Linked DNA regions of Mus musculus: region 1 is linked to region 2. The links are chromatin contacts, called in public Hi-C maps. All regions are on one chromosome and are shown on one strand. Each heading gives the region's core, a stretch centred on a gene start, on an enhancer-like site or on the middle of the called end of the contact. The rest is flanking DNA. Distances are from core to core; before and after follow the strand shown. Region 1 overlaps Pak7 (p21 (RAC1) activated kinase 7). Region 2 overlaps Gm32659 (a long non-coding RNA gene).

Region 1 (4,580 bases), core at 1,540-4,039, 490 kb before region 2:
AAAAGAATGAATTTATGAAATTCTTAGGCAAATGGATGGACCTGGAGGGCATCATCCTGAGTGAGGTAACCCAATCACAAAAGAACTCGCATGATATGTACTCACTGATAAGTGGATATTAGCCCAGATATGTAGAATACCCAAGATATAAGATACAATTTGTGAAACTCATGAAACTCAAGAAGAACGAACATCACTTTGATCTTAAGCAACTGCATTGATGGAGCATGTTACAGGCTCATGGCTATGGAAAAGATCTCATTCTTTTTAATTTTATTTTGTTTTCAATAAAATTGAGGCTTGGAAACATAATATATTTTGCATATCACCTAGGCCAATGGCCCTCTATGCCCATGGGAATCACAGGACATGCTGATTCTGCTAAGGTTCATCCCATATTCACAGAAGGAGGTTTCTGGATGTCCTGGGCCATTAGCACATTGGCACCCAGATCTCATTTCTTGCCTGCTGTGACAGACATTCCCACCATTCCTTGTCATCTATCTGATCTGTGTAATTAAAGCTAGGACTCTTTCTTGTGATTAAAATGCTCTGACATTTTCCTGGGGCCAAAATTGGGCTCCTTCCCTAAGGGATTACTCTATTAAAAGTCTGTTCTTTCAGGGAAAAAAGAAGTCCTAATGATAGTATTTATTGAGGGCTTTCCATGTAGCAAGGTCTATTCCGAGGACTCAATGCACATCATGGTATTTCGACCTCACATTAAACAATAAGCCCTATTTTATTTTATAAGACTACCAAGGCATAGTAGGTTGAAGTAGGTTAGAGAAAAGGACTTTAAGCTACTAAGACAGAAGAATGACAGTGTCAGTCTTCTTTGAATCATTTGTCACTTGGGTCCTGCTTAAGTTCACTGAAACTGGCTTCAATGATGGAGGATTGGGAGTAGACAGAGGAGGGTATCGTGTGAACCGATGATAGCAGAGATAAGGGGTGTCCTGGTGTTTATTTGTGACCTTACACATCTGAGTTGTCTGGAACAAAATAAGAATTTGACCAGAAAATAATGAAGGATAAGGCCTATGGGAGAAGAGAAACACTAGGGTTATATTTTGGTTTTTAACAGTGTTGGCTTAGATTACTCTTCAAATATATATAGTTTTATATATATGTATATGTGTATAAATATATATATATTTGAAGAGTAATTTATATATATATATATATATATATATATATATATATATTTGGTTGTGTCAGAAAAATGAATTGATCATCTATGTATAAAACTCATTATTTTCAGTATGCTTTGGCTGAAACCAACTTTGTATTTGGTGCCAATGATACCCAGCTTACATCTATATGGTCTTTTACAAAGGGAAGCCTAGTTGCTTTTCTGCAGTGTGACCGCCTCCCCCTCGTACCCACTCTTGATTTCTGTCATCATTCCTCTAACTTGTCTTTCTGATGGTAGTCTATATTTGGGGGTTTTATTGAATCACAGATGAATCAGCCTATGTACATTCTTACATGCATGCATTCATGCAGGGAAGTCAAATGTAAACTATGAAATCTTTTCTTATGTAATTTAGAGACATATTCCAGAAGAAAAAGGAAAAGCTATGGAGTTTCCATGAGCAAGCCTGTCTCTAGTATTTGTATTTGTGAAGGGATATAGAAACTAATAATTTAGTAAAAGCACGTTGCAGTTGAGTTAGGCTATTGAAAGGGATTGTAATTACTAAGGGAACCATTGCATCTCCCAGAACCCATACTCGAAACCATTCCCAAAGGAGGTGTGTATGCCAGTTTCCCCCCAGAGTCCTCAGCGTGCAAGCGCTGAGCAGGGGCAGAAAGCCTTTACATAGGAGAGCAAACAACAGAGACACCACAAAGACTGTCCCCATTCCTCCAGGGAAAGCAGTCCTGTGTGCTTTGTGAACAAGTAAGTCTACAGGAATGACTTCCCTCCCACAGACTCTAAAGGGGATTCCCATATGGCCCAATGCAATAAAAGACAGCTAGATCAATTGTTTTGCAAATTATCACCCCAGGCTGCCAAACCAGTTAGCTGCAGTGCAAGGAGACCACTAATGATTGTTGCACATCAGCTACATTTGGAGAGGAAATTCTCTCTGCAGGAATCTTTAAAAATACAGACAGATGAACAAGGAGCTCTTTCTTTTGGGGTGGTTAATAACATACACTTGGTTTTTAGTTTCCTGAGATTTTTTAGCATACCACATAAATGAATTCTTAAAGAAATGCGCCTTTTCCTGTCTCTAGTCAAGATGTGCAGTGTGTGTGTGTGTGTGTGGGGGGGGGGGCGGGGACTTATTATGTGAGAATAAATAATTCCCCAGTTAACAGTTCAGCCAGAATGCCCTTCTACAATAAGTGCACTGTCTCCAAGGATAGGGTTAGGTACAGGCTTGTGATGTATCAACATTATAAGTAATTATAGCAATGAATTCATTTAATCAATCAATTTCAGCAGTGGTGCACTGCAGTGGACAGGGCATAAAACTCCTCACCGCTATCAATTGCCCCGATTACAGCTGGCTGTCAGCCAGAATTCCCCTGATCCATGTTAGTTAAATGCACATTAATCTGAATTTGGCAGTGTAATCAAGGACCTAACTGAACTGTGAAATTGAATTCTGCAGTAGAACATCATTTGACCATTTTATGCCAAGGCTGGAAAAAAAAGGTAGAGGGTGGGAGAAAGAACAGAAGGGGGAAAAAAATCATGCTGCAGTATCCCTTTGTCACCAGGAGCCCCTGCACTGACATCAGGGAGGCTGTGGCTGGCTGTGGCTGGCTGGTGCTGGAAGGTGGTGTGTGCAATGGCTGGGCTGTGCATCTCTCCTACAGAATGGGACCAAGGAATGTTCCGTGAAGGATGGAGATTACAGGGAAGGGAGACAGCTGCTTCCAGGGCTCAGTAGTGATGCTCCAATACACCTTTTTGGAACACAATGAAACAAAGAGATTGCTCATCTCAAAAAAAGAAAGAAAAAAAAAAAGGAGAGAAAGGCAGACTGGGTGTTGCTCGCTCTACATAAATCAGAGTGAGATAAAAGCGAATCACAGCCCTCTATTGTCTGAGCTTGGAAAGTACATCTTAAATTTTTCTGGACTGAAAGGAAAATGTTAACAGGACCAGCCTTGGTGTTGGGAGAGGAAAAAAAGAGCATCCGCAAGAGAGCCAGGGAGCATCACTGGTGGTTTTTTTTCCCCTGCAGAGACATTTTAGGGAATGGTAATTAGGAAAAGACAACTCATTCATTCTGGTGGCCCTCCTGTTGTGCTTTGCAAACCAGTTTCTCTCCTTTTTCGGTCAGGAAACAGCACTGATGCGATTCCTGCTTGCTCTCAGGCAAGCTCTCCTGCTCTGCCCAAGGCTGATGGGCCTTCTTTCTTGCTTTCCCCAGCAGCTGTTTGCTGTCCTCTGAGCTCCAGTCTGTCTCTTTGCAGGGTATGAAGGAACCTCCTGTTGAACCTTAATAAAGTAGTTACTGTTGCTTCTGCCAAAAGCAAAACCTTTTTATTGATGTGGTGAATTTCCTTCCTGATACTTACTTTCATTTACAAGAGGGGGCAATTAGTTTCGTAGTAGATGTGGCACATTTATGCTGGCTGTGTGACAGGGGTACATAGCGCATGCTAGGAGCTGATGTTCAACTTTGATAAAAAAGGCAAATGCTGCCAATGAGTAGTTTGTGACCCTCAAAGCAAGGAGCATCTCCTTATGCTGCTGAGGTAGGGGGTCTGGGAGGTAGGTTGGATTCTGTGTGCTTTTGGAGACCTTGTGCAGTAGGAAACTATTCAGTGCATTGAGCAAGCTGCCAGGAATTTTCCCCAAACCCTTGAGTTGGAATTTCATTTAGGCCTATAGGGATCTACATCTCATAACAAGGAGCCTGAAGAATCAAGTCTTTCCTGACTTACTAAACAAATGATAAGTACGCACTATGGATGTTCAGATAAGTTGCTACTGACCTCTGCAAATGGCGAGAGAGTACTTTTAGGAAGAAATGACTAAGTCCGTGATGAGCAGACTCGAGCACACTATATCTGGCTTTTCTCCTACCTCTGAATTGGCATGTGTAATTATCCCCATAATTGTTTTTCCTAGCTCAAAGGAAGTATCCTCCATCCAACAACAGACACTCTGCCCCAGTGCCTGAAAGAATGTGCAGGGACTTGGAGTCAGTGAGGATTGTCTCTTTGCTTCTGAATATGTGTTGATGCATTTCAGGGTTCTGGGAAAATTAGGGATGAGCAACACCAGGCTAAATTCCTTTTGCCTTTTAATTTACTAGAAGAAAGAACTACTCATAGTGACCAAAATATGACTTAGTTTTAAATCATTCCCAGGAAGAAGAGCATTCCCAGGAAGGCGTATGCTCATGTATAGTATAAGGTGTATCTACAGTTATACCTGTGGGGCAGATGTTAAAGATAGCATGACATTATCTTTTGCATGCTTTGCATGCCTGAGTGAGGACCACACAGGGACATGTATATAACGGAAACAAAGATTAAGACAATAACATCCATTGTTATATGAAGTCATTAATATTCTTTTTTAAAAAATTTCTTTCCTAACATCTTTT
Region 2 (4,725 bases), core at 551-3,050:
CATTTTCCTCAAGCAGCATGGTTTCTCTCTTCTTATGTAAATGATACTCTCTGGGTTTGTTTGCAGGGCAGCATGGAGAAATTAAAGGGATGCTTCAGCCCATATCTCTGAAGCCTCGACCCTACCAGTATGTGCTCCAACTAGGTTTCTATTCAGTTAGACTTTCACAATTGACCCACATCCTCACCTTAGCTTTTACCCCAATGATAGGACATTTTTATTGCCTGCAAAGATAGGTTACCAGTGAATAAATTGATCAACTGATTATCTAACTCTACTAACAGAAAGGCTTCCTTCTTTCTTGTGTGGTGCTAAGAGCCCACTGCAAGTGGTTCCAGGAATGGGAGTCAGTCCCCCCTAAACATCAGATTCAACCAAATATTTGAGCCTCCAAACTGGGAGCAGATTTGCTGGGACGCTGAGGCCCTCTAGTGGCTATCTTGGGCTCACTCTCTCTGGAACGCTAGTTCTTCCTAGCCTATTAAAATTTCAACCAGCTCTTGGATTTTAAAAGGAAAATAAACAAATCATTCTTTTGCTTCTCCCTAAATATAGAAAGCTAATTTAGGGCTACTTGGATTCTCAGATCAAGAAATTCACCTGGCCGCTTTGCTATCATCCAGTTGCTTTGTGTTTTAAGGAGCTTGGAAGAGCATGTCTGCTTTTGTCTTCAAGGTCTAAATGCCTTCTCATCCCAGAAATGCACAAAGCCTCTAACTGGTTTGAGTCTGCAGATGAGGCAGGTGTACAGGCCTGGGGGCCATGATAACTTTCTTTTGACTCCAGTCTTCGGAGGCAACCTGGTCAGTGACAGGACCATGAGCTATTACTATGTCTTATGGCTTTGGTAAGTAGGCGAGCTCAGAGTGCAGCCTGAAACTGGTGCTGTCAGCCCTTTCGTGAATCGATTTCCACAGTCCCATGGGAAGCTTTCCTAATATAATTAGCCAGCATTGTGGTTGTATCACCTTCATCTGACCCCTGGGAGCTATAAAGAAGCCCATCATACTCACCTGGCTTTCTTCCCAACCAGACAATTAGGCCATTGGCCAGGAGGAAGCAGAAGAAGAGGAAAGGCCTCCATTTCCATATCTGATGACATCTGCTATCCCCTGGGCTCACAAGAGGAAATATAGGCAATGGTACTTTACTGGGCATTAGTATCTTTTAGTTTACAAGCAGTATCTTTTTCGTTGCACAAATGAGGGCATTAGCACGCATTTATCAAGATCACACAACAAAATAAGCAAATAACTCGTCTTCAAACCCACACTTTTGCCAGACCTGCATCTTATCCCACTAAGCTTTGGGTTTCAGGCCCCTGACTCAAAGATTCATGTGACCATGCCTCCTGGGCAGTGGGTAAAGTGTATGCCTATCCAGAATGTCTCAAAGCAATCTTGCTTGAAATACTATGTCCAAGAGTCTCTGCCTTGCGTGTGCAACCTGGAGCCTTCCTGCTCAAAGCACAATAGTGGACTTTGCAGCATCTGGAATCACTCCCAATTAGCCAGTCCTAACTCCCTGGATGAGGCCTATCCCCAGAGCATCTTGTGCTCTCAGACAACCTAAATTTCTTAATGGAGGTTTTGGGCCAGGAGAACTGAGAGGAATGTTGATTGTGGCTTCTTTAGCCAGCTCCCATGGTATAAGCCACATCCAATTCCAAGTGGCCTGAACTATGTGTATGTCCATCAGATACACTAGTGCTCAGGGGGTGAATTTAGCTCTGCTGTGCACTGAATAAGATGTGACAAACATTGCCTGGCAGTGGCTGAATCATGTGCTATAAAACTACCCTTCTGATGTAAGTCCCTCTGTAGCATGGAGAGGGGCCTGAGTCTGCATGTGGTGGAAGAGTAAGAGGTCAGCCTAGGGAATGCCAGCATGACAAGATGAGAGAGGAAGACAGCATTCCTTGCAGAAATTCTTCAGGCTAACAGTAAGATATCGAGGACCCCAGCCCTGACAGTCACCATAATGCATGCAGCTGGGGTCTTAGTTCTGTCTACTGATTCAAAGTACCTCTTTGCTTAGCTTCCACAGAGACATGAGGTTGGCTTGCTTCCTCATTAGCACATTATTTATAGTTGCTTTCTCTTTTATTTTTCTTGTTCCATTCATTTTGAGGAAAATTATCGAACACTAGAGGCACTTCGTTTACATAAATAAGGGTGTCATGTTTTTCAGAAAAGACTGATACGGCTTTAAATCAGCAAACCTAGACTCTAAATCTGTGCCAAATCTCCTTGAAACATAGGCAAGAGGGCCCCACCTGAAGTTCACATTCAGGGTGGTTGAGTGGGGCTGGCACGGGTGCACATCTAGCCAGTTCCTGGGGGTATGGCGCTGCAGAGCTAGCTACAGCAAGCAGAATCATTGCTCTAATCTGTCAGAATTTGCTTTAATTACACACTTACACTTGTGGTTTTTTATAGAGCTTTTCATTTGTATGAAGCTCTCTTTAACCCTTGAATCCTGGCATGAGGGAATTAAAGGGATATCAGAAACCAAGATACAGAAATATAGGCCAAGGATCTCTCCCAGGGCCGTGGAATCAGCCAAGAAGCAAAACCAGGACTGACATGTTGCCTCGCTCTGAGCTGGGCTGTTTACTCTGCATTCTGCTGACTTGAAAGCTCCACATATTCTCTGGCTGCAGCATCTGCAGTATTCTTGGTGAGCTCTCCATCTCAGGCCAGCTTTGTGCTAAGAGTCCCTAACAGACACATATGTCACCAGCACAGTCTACGAGAACGTACGTACAGGCCTCCTACCTAACAGCTCTGGGAAAACAGGGCTTTGGAAAAAAACAGCAGCTGTGCTGGGCCTATGGAGGAGAAACAGCACAATGACTATCCAGTAGCCTAGACAGGTGACTCGGCCCAGAGGCCCTGAACACAGGAATAAACCAAAACACTGCCAAAGCTGGCACCCTGGCTCTCCTGGCACCTCAGAGGAGGTCATGGAACCTTTCTGTGCCTGACAAGATTATTATATTCAGGGAAAACAATTGTTTACATGGAAGAGAATAAGCATGAACGAACTATAGATTTAGGATAGAGTTTAGTCAATTTCTACTGTATGGCAAATAACCCAGTGCTTTAAAAGACAATTATCCATCACAAATCTTTGAGGAACAGGAGAAATGTGTGCAAGGTCTCTCCCTAAACTCTAATCTACTGGGTTGTCATCTGGGCCATGTTCATTAGCCAATGCAAACCCAAGTCAAGCCACCTCTGCTTGGGAGGACACACAACTTTTTTTTCAATTTTTATTAGATATTTTCTTCATTAACATTTCAAATGCTATCCTGAAAGTCCCCTATACCCTCCCCCTGCCCTGCTCCCCTACCCACCAACTCCCACTTCTTGGCCCTGGCATTCCCCTGTATTGGGGCATATAAAGTTAGTAAGACCAAGGGGCCTCTCTTCCCAATGATGGCCCACTAGGCCATCTTCTGCTACATATGAAGCTAGAGACACAAGTTCTGGAGGTACTGGTTAGTTCATATTGTTGTTCCGCCTATAGGGTTGCAGACCCCTTCAGCTCCTTTGGTGCTTTCTCTAGCTTCTCCATTGGGGGCCCTATGTTCCATCCAATAGATGACCATGAGCATCCACTTCTGCATTTGCCAGGCACTGGCATAGCCTCACAAGAGAGAGCTATATCAGGGTCCTTTCAGCAAAATCTTGCTGGCATGTGCAATAGTGTCTGAGTTTGGTGGCTGATTATGAATCCCCTGGTAGGGTAGTCTCTGGATGGTCCATCCTTTTGTCTCAGCTCCAAACTTTGTCTCTGTAACTCCTTACATGGGTATTTTCTTCCCTATTCTAAGGAAGAATGATGTATTCACGTGTTGGTCTTCCTTCTTTTTGATTTTCTTGTGTTTTTCAAATTGTATCTTGGGTATTCTAAGTTTCTGGGCTAATATCCACTTATCAGTGAGTGCATATCAAGTGAATTATTTTGTGATTGGGTTACCTCACTCAGGATGATATCCTCCAGATCCATCCATTTGCCCAAGAATTTCATAAATTCATTATTTTTAATAGCTGAGTAGTACTCCATTATGTAAATGTACCACATTTTCTGTAACCATTCCTCTGTTGAGGGGCATCTGGGTTCTTTCCAGCTTCTGGCTATTATAAATAAGGCTGCTATGTACATAGTGGAGCATGTGTCCTTCTTACCAGTTGGAGCATCTTCTGGATATATGCCCAGGAGAGGTATTGCTGGATCTTCCGGTAGTACTATGTCCAATTTTCTGAGGAACCACCAGACTGATTTCCAGAGTGGTTGTACAAGCTTGCAATCCCACCAGCAATGGAGGAGTGTGAGGACAGACAACTTGAATGCACACAACTGGTAAGTTATGGCCATGTTTGCAGTTTGCCAGAGAACAGTTTTCATGGTTCAGGCGACTCTGAGATAAAAGGGTGAAAACACAGGATTCTGCCTACTTGCTTGAAACAAAATGAAAGAAAGACTGACAGGAGAGGAGAAACTGAGATGCAGAAAGAAAGCAGGCAGAGGACAGGACAGGCAAGTTAGCTCCGTGTTTAAACAATTTGATCTTACCGTCTACAGGGATCTTCCAACAGCTGGTGTGAGACCGAGGCTTTGCTATTAATATTACCCAATCCAGGAAGGGAGCTGCAACATTGCTCCAGCAATTCACTTCCAGACAGTGGCTTAAGGCTGCTCTCTGGAGACACTAATGAC

What was found. A called contact is a pair of places that touch in the nucleus more often than the background predicts.
Region 1: a contact with region 2 is called in a Hi-C map of cortical neurons, with 4 times the contacts expected there. The contact joins two enhancer-like sites. A contact is called at or near these places in 1 of 484 Hi-C or Micro-C datasets (cortical neurons) and 1 of 9 other capture datasets (embryonic stem cells).

Annotation. Positions count from the first base shown.
Region 1 is chr2:136,105,797-136,110,376 of GRCm38.p6, forward strand. All of the region lies in intron 4 of Pak7 (p21 (RAC1) activated kinase 7), which reads right to left. Among named protein-coding and RNA genes, the nearest start is that of Gm14218, 29 kb to the right of the region's middle. Within about 2 kb of position 2,790, at least 77 of the 459 cell types and tissues checked have an H3K27ac peak or open chromatin away from gene starts, as enhancers often do. A contact at or near this core is called in cortical neurons, where this site is marked.
Region 2 is chr2:136,596,236-136,600,960 of GRCm38.p6, forward strand. The region is part of intron 2 of Gm32659 (a long non-coding RNA gene); the gene reads right to left. Among named protein-coding and RNA genes, the nearest start is that of Ankef1, 66 kb to the left of the region's middle. Within about 2 kb of position 1,801, at least 21 of the 459 cell types and tissues checked have an H3K27ac peak or open chromatin away from gene starts, as enhancers often do. A contact at or near this core is called in cortical neurons, where this site is marked.